Regions from separate parts of the Sus scrofa genome. Here region 1 is linked to region 2. Evidence: chromatin contacts called from public Hi-C data. All regions are on one chromosome and are shown on one strand. The core of a region is the stretch at or near the end of the contact, and the rest is flanking DNA. Distances in the headings are between cores, read along the strand shown.

Region 1 (2,939 bases), core at 319-2,818, 140 kb after region 2:
CCCTGACCTCAGCCATAAGGTCTGGAGCTGCTGGGCGTTGAGAGGGAAAAGCCATGGGCTGTCATAAGGCCCCCAGGGAAATCCCTGTCCTTGCTCAGCCAAGGGGGCCTCTGAAGGGAGGCCCCACCCCCCCACCCCACAGCTGCCCTGCCCATTTGGCACGTGGTTGGATCTGAGGACAGTAATCCCCAGTGAATGGATGGCGCCCCAGGAACCTGGCCTTCTCCACGCTGCCCCTTGCGCCTCCCTGAGCCGCTGTGCCGTCAGTGTCCTGGCTGCCTCATGTCCCTAGCTGCCTCGAGCCACCACCCCTCTGTGCTCTGCTCCTGCAGGCCCAGCTCAGCCGTCACCTCTGTGCCGTCCCCCTTTGCACCCCAGGCCCAAATGACTCTTTCCCCATCTGTGCTCTGCCGGGCGGTCTCAGTTCACCCTGGGGACACTGTCAGGTGTATCCAGGTCACCTGGTTTGTTTCCTCGCTGGGCTGGGCCCCCTGAGGGCTGGACCTTGCTGAGTTAATCTCTGACTCCAGTGGGGAGCTGGAAGGCCTGGCTCTGGGGGTGGGGGTGCACAGCAAAAGGTCTGGAAGCAGGACGTCAAACTAATACTTGAGATGTCGGGGAGCACCTACCCGGACCTCGGGCCACTGGCGAGCACTGAAGGGGCAGTCGGGGCACTTGAAGGCACTGGGCCCCGCGTGGGCCCGCTTGTGACTCTCCATCTCAGCGCGGCCAGGGAAGGCCTCGGCACAGATCTTGCAGGAAAACTTCTTTGACGACGCCGTGGCTGAAGATGGTGGCGAGGAGGGCGCCACGAGGCCCAGGGCTTTGCTGGCTGCAGGAGGTGGGGAGGCGGAGCCCTGCGGGTCCCCTACCCCGTGGGTTCTGGCTGGAGATGGGGGCTCAGGACCGCTGTCTCTGGGCAGCCCCCCACACTGCAGCAGGGGCCACTTGGCTCCAGAGGCCAGGGCGTCTGGGCTTGGGAAGGAGATGGAACCATCTGCAGTCAGCTGTGGAGAGATCAGGGTGCATGAGGCGCCCAGGAGGTGGGGGGGAGGGGGGAGAGTGCGGTGGGAGGGGGCCTGAGCCTCACCTCGATGTGGTGCAGCTGGGTCCCATCGGCTGCCATGATGAAGTGGGTGCCAGCGTCTTTCAGGGTGTCATTCACCACCACGGCCTGGGCTGCCTCCCCTGGGGGCTCCTCGCTGTGGACAGAGGAGGGGAGGGGTAGGGCAGCTTCCCCGAGAGGCTGGAGGGCCACAGGAGTGCCCTTTCCCAAGGACGTCATCCACGGAGGAGTGACTGTGCCAGAATGGTCCCCGATGTGAATCCTGGCTATGCCCTCTACCAGCCACACCTCCACTGCCTCTGCCATAAATGCTGACCACCTGTCCAGCTCCAAAGCCGTCACCCCCTGCTCCTCGATGGGCCTGGCAGGGGTGGGGTGCGGCAACAAGGCGAAGGGCTCCAGGACTCCAGCCCAAATCTGGCCAAGCGGGACAGGAGGAGAGGCAGGGCTGCCAGGACCCACGGTCCAGGGTCCAGGGGTAGAGGGCCGCCAGGGCTGGCCCAGGGACCTGGCTCCCACCCAGCTGGACAGTTCGCTCCTTGGATTCAGGGCTTCCTCAGGCTGCCCAGGGGTCAATGAACATGGAAAACAAACATTTTTGCCCCAAACTCGCTCAGTGTGGAGGAAGCCAAGTACAGCTGCAGGGCCTCCAATGTCACTAAGGAACTGGAGCTCGTTCCACAGGTCAGAACTGACCACCACCTCAGGTATCATCCAGAACAAAGAGCATGTGGGCTCTGGAACCACAGGAACGGGGTCAGATCTACCTCATGTCTGACCTTCGGCAAGTTACTTAACCTGCCTCCTCATTTGTAAAGCAAGGCAAACAGGAATGGTTCAGGTTGAATTCATGAACGACAAGTGGCTGGGACATCTTTAATGGCCAAGATACAGTAGCTCCTGATCTCCTGGGAGGGATGTGACTCCCTGACAGCCCACGTATTAGTTTGACCTCCTGCCCCCAGGCTTGGGTGGGTGGGGTCCTCATCTGACACCGCCCCCACCCACAGCATACCTATAAATGGCTGAAGGGGGTCTTGCAGGTAGTAGGCCTCACCTGTAAGGTGTTCCAGGAGCTGATGAACCCTCCTCCATGGTGGGTGCTGTGATGACACTGTAGCCAGCCCCGCCAAATGGCCCGGGTGCCAGGGTGATCTGCCGCAGGTCAGGGGGGCCCAGCTGGCTCTCAGCGGCTGCGCTACCCCCCGGCTCTGCCATGTGGAGAGTTACCACTTGGGGAGTGGCACCTGCTGGGGAGGGCTGCCCGACAGGGGCTGCCAACTCTGCTTCCACGTCCTCTGACTTCACCACGGCCACCTGCAACGGCACCAGTAGGCATTCTAAGCATGGTTTGTGGCCAAGGAACTTGCGTTCAAGGCCCTTTTCTATCTCAGGGCCTCAAAGCTCACCCAGACTCTGGCTGGACTCTGTGCCACTGCCACTCATTTGCACAACCGCCACTGGGCATTCCCGGCAACTGGAAAGAGATTTAAAAAGAACAGCCTAGTGCTCCCAGGGGCACCGGGTAGTTGCTGGAGACATTTTTGATCATCACAATTGGGGGTGGGAGGCATATGCCTCTGGCACCCAGGGGGTAGAAGCCAGAGATGCTGCCAAACGTCCCACGATGAGCAGGACAGCCCCCCACAATGAGGAACTATCCAGCCCAAAGCCAAGGTTAAGAATTCCTGAGATAGAGAAATAAGTGGCAAATAATTTAAGGAAAAAAAAAAAAAAAAAAGCCAGAGGCTCTATCTCACATCTTACCCCCAAGTCTGCTTCAAACGAATTAAAGGCTAAAATGTAATAAAAAAAAAAAACCTGGAGATATATTAAAAGAAACTGTAGATATTTTTATAACCCTTGGGTTAGG
Region 2 (3,073 bases), core at 451-2,950:
GTTAAAGAGCAGGGAACATTCAAGGCTCAAGGCAAAAACCTCAACAGGGCCAAAGAGTTTGGTGCCAGGAAGTTGCCTTATTGTTTTAAGATCGATACTGGAGGAGTTCCCATCGTGGCTCAGTGGAAATGAATCTGACTAGCATCCATGAGGATGCAGGTTTGATCCCTGGCATCGCTCAGTGGCTTAAGGATCTGGCGTTGCTGTGAACTGTGGTGTAGGTCACAAACAAGGCTCAGATCTGGCATTGCTGTGGCTGTGGTGTAGGCCAGCGGCAACAGCTCCAATTCGACCCCTAACTTGAGAACCTCCAAATGTCATGGGTTCGGCCCTAAAAAGCAAAAAAAAAAAAAAAAAAAGGCTGATACTGGAGCAAGGAGATGATTGATATTTGTTGATGATCCAATATGTGCTTTATATACCTTATTTATTTCTCACAATTTTTTTTTTTTTGGCCACACCCATGGCATGGGGGAAGTTCCTGGGCTAGGAATGGAACCTGCACCACAGCGGTAACCAGAACTGCGGCAATGGCAATGCCAGATCCTTAACCCACTGAACCACCATGGAACTCCTCCTCACAATCATCTTATAAACGTAAGAAAACTAGTTTAGAGGCAAAATTGCCCAAGGTCATTAAGTTAAGTGGCGGTTGCTAGAATTTGATAGTAGTAATGACAGCATTGTTTGAGGGTTTACTAGTGTCACAGTTCCAAATACTTTACATGAATTAATACACTTCATCCTCACTGCAACCCTATGAGTGACCTACCAATGGGGAAACTGAGGCCCAGAAGTAGATGTGGGTCACAGCTAATAAGTGGTAGGACAAAGGAAACAGTCCAATTCCATAGTCAGTGTTCTTAATCATATTATAGTGGATTTAAATTCAGATCTTTCTAATTGCAGAACTTACACTTTCAGAGTTCCCTGGTGGCTCAGTGGGTTAAGGACCAGGCATTGTCACTGCTGTGGCAAGGGCCCAAGAACTCCTGCCTGCCACCGGCATGGGCCAAGACAACAAAATAAAAGCAAAAACAAAAAAACAAAAAAATTCATACACTTCCTACTACCCCACATTATGACCTGATAAAAGTAACTCATTCATAAGTAGATCCAATTCTATTCAGGGACTTCTTACGTCTAATGCAGAGCTAAGGCTCTGGGGAACTCCACAGCTGTTAAACCCCTGCATGCCCAGCTCATCCTAGAATCACCCGTCTGGGGAGAGGAGCCCAGAATCTTCCTTCAGATGCCCTCAGACGCCAAGAGGCAACCCCTGGGAGAGAATGGTGGGTGTTGAGGTGAGAGCCAGACCCCCTCCCTCTTGTTGGGTTTCGGGGTCCTCGCATTAGGCCCATTCAATTCCAGCTGTGTCCCGGGCATATTAAAATCTAGTTTTCGAAGACAACTGCTGGTGCAACGATACCAAACGTTCCCCTCCGCTCCTTAACCCCAGCCGGTGGAAACCTTCTCCCCTCCTCCTGCCTCGCACTTCTCCAAGGGCCTTGGACCGGCCACAGAACGATCCTTGACTGAAGTGCACATCCGAGGCGCGGCCGCTCCCTGGAGGAAGCCCAGCCACCCAAACTGCCCCTGAGCGTCGGGTACCTGAGGAGACGCAGCGGTTCGGTTCCCCTGGTAACCCCGCCGCTCGCCGCGTCCCGCTTCCGGGGCGGTGGGCGGCGCGCTCCAATGACGTCACGGGGCCACTTTCCGGCCGGTGGCAGAGTTGGGCTGGAGTTGTGGGGGCCGGGGGCGCCATGGGGGCCACTGGCGACGCCGAGCAGCCGCGGGGACCCGGCGGGGCAGAGCGGGGCGGCCCCGAGCTGGGAGACGCGGGCGCAGCGGGGCAGCTGGTTCTCACGGTGAGGGCGCCATCGGGGAGGCCCCGGCGGGGCCTGGGCTCGGGCCGGGCAGGGCCTCGGGCTCCCGGGACCCTTGCCCGCGGGCGAGAGAACGCGGCGGCTGGGGCTGCTGAGGGAGTTGGCCCTGTCGCTGTCCGACGACCGGGCTTCATTCAAATTCTGGTGCTGCCCTCCTAGCTAGGTGACGTGGGCCGGCCCTGTCAAGCCCCTGAGCTGCAGTTTCCTCTTCTCGAAAGGAAAGGTGCCTTGTAAAGTTGTGGGGAGGGACATAAATGAGGATAAAGCGCCTCGCATATCATCAGGCACAGAGTGGGCTCTCGGTAAACACTAGTTCCCTTACTCCAGACGTTCCTGGAAAAGTGCGGTTGGGACTTTTCCTCGGTTCCTCTTCCCTAGCCGGGCTTTCCAACCACTGCCCTTCCCCCTCCCCCAAGGTGGGAGCCGCGATGAAAGCGCCTGAGAAGCGGGGATGTCTAGGTTTAACTTAACACCCACCCTCCACCTCCACCCCAGTGTCACCGACCTCGGTGACCTCTGCTCCCTTGGTCCCCCACAGAACCCTTGGAACATAATGATAAAGCACCGGCAGGTGCAGCGAAGGGGCCGCCGCTCACAGATGACAACAAGGTAAGGCTGACCCTGGGTGGGACTTCCCTTCCAGGCTGTGGCTTGGAAGGCCGCTTTTGGTTCCCCACTGGACCAAGCTGAGAAGAGATCATTGACCAGTAGAAAGAGGAGATTCAGGTTCTGTAACTATATGTGTGACCTTAAACAAGTCACTTCCTCCTCTGAACTTGTGCACAGGAGGGAGGCAGGTTGATTAAGCAATGCCCAGGATCCCTCACATTCACTGGTTCTGTGTTTGAAGGCTCCAGGAGGCAGAATAGCATGGAAGTTAGGAAAAATGTGGGGCTAATAGTTTCCATCTCAGAGTAGGGGAGAGAGCACAGGATGAGTCTTTGGGATGCTGGCTATATATATATATATATATATTTCTTCACCTGTTCACTAAAACAAAGCGTATAGACTTTTTCTGTATTTTTTTTTTAAGGGCCGCACCTGTAGCATATGGAAGTTCCCATGCTACGCCACAGCCACAGCAACACCAGATCCAAGCCACGTCTGCAACCTACACCACAGCTCGTGGCAACGCCAGATCCTTAACCCCACTGAGCGAGGCCAGGGATCTAACCCGCATCCTCATG

What was found. Hi-C and Micro-C count contacts between places; a contact is called where the count stands out from the background.
Region 1: a contact with region 2 is called in a Hi-C map of liver, with 1.7 times the contacts expected there. The contact joins the enhancer-like site here to the promoter of DNTTIP1 in region 2. A contact is called at or near these places in 8 of 47 Hi-C or Micro-C datasets (alveolar macrophages, blood, embryonic fibroblasts and 4 more) and 2 of 2 datasets of contacts at active chromatin or transcription factors (alveolar macrophages and skeletal muscle).

What each region holds. Positions count from the first base shown.
Region 1 is chr17:48,134,478-48,137,416 of Sscrofa11.1, forward strand. ZNF335 (zinc finger protein 335) reads right to left here. Exons shown (of 27, transcript XM_021077367.1): 18 at 2,124-2,383; 19 at 1,091-1,202; 20 at 630-1,007. Among named protein-coding and RNA genes, the nearest start is that of PCIF1, 16 kb to the left of the region's middle. Within about 2 kb of position 1,569, at least 8 of the 83 cell types and tissues checked have an H3K27ac peak or open chromatin away from gene starts, as enhancers often do. A contact at or near this core is called in liver and omental adipose tissue, where this site is marked.
Region 2 is chr17:47,992,958-47,996,030 of Sscrofa11.1, forward strand. DNTTIP1 (deoxynucleotidyltransferase terminal-interacting protein 1) reads left to right here and starts at 1,701. Exons shown (of 13, transcript XM_001928813.6): 1 at 1,701-1,868; 2 at 2,425-2,495. The coding sequence starts at 1,764. WFDC3 (WAP four-disulfide core domain protein 3) reads right to left here and starts at 1,787. Exons shown (of 3, transcript XM_013985426.2): 1 at 1,612-1,787. The coding sequence starts at 1,765.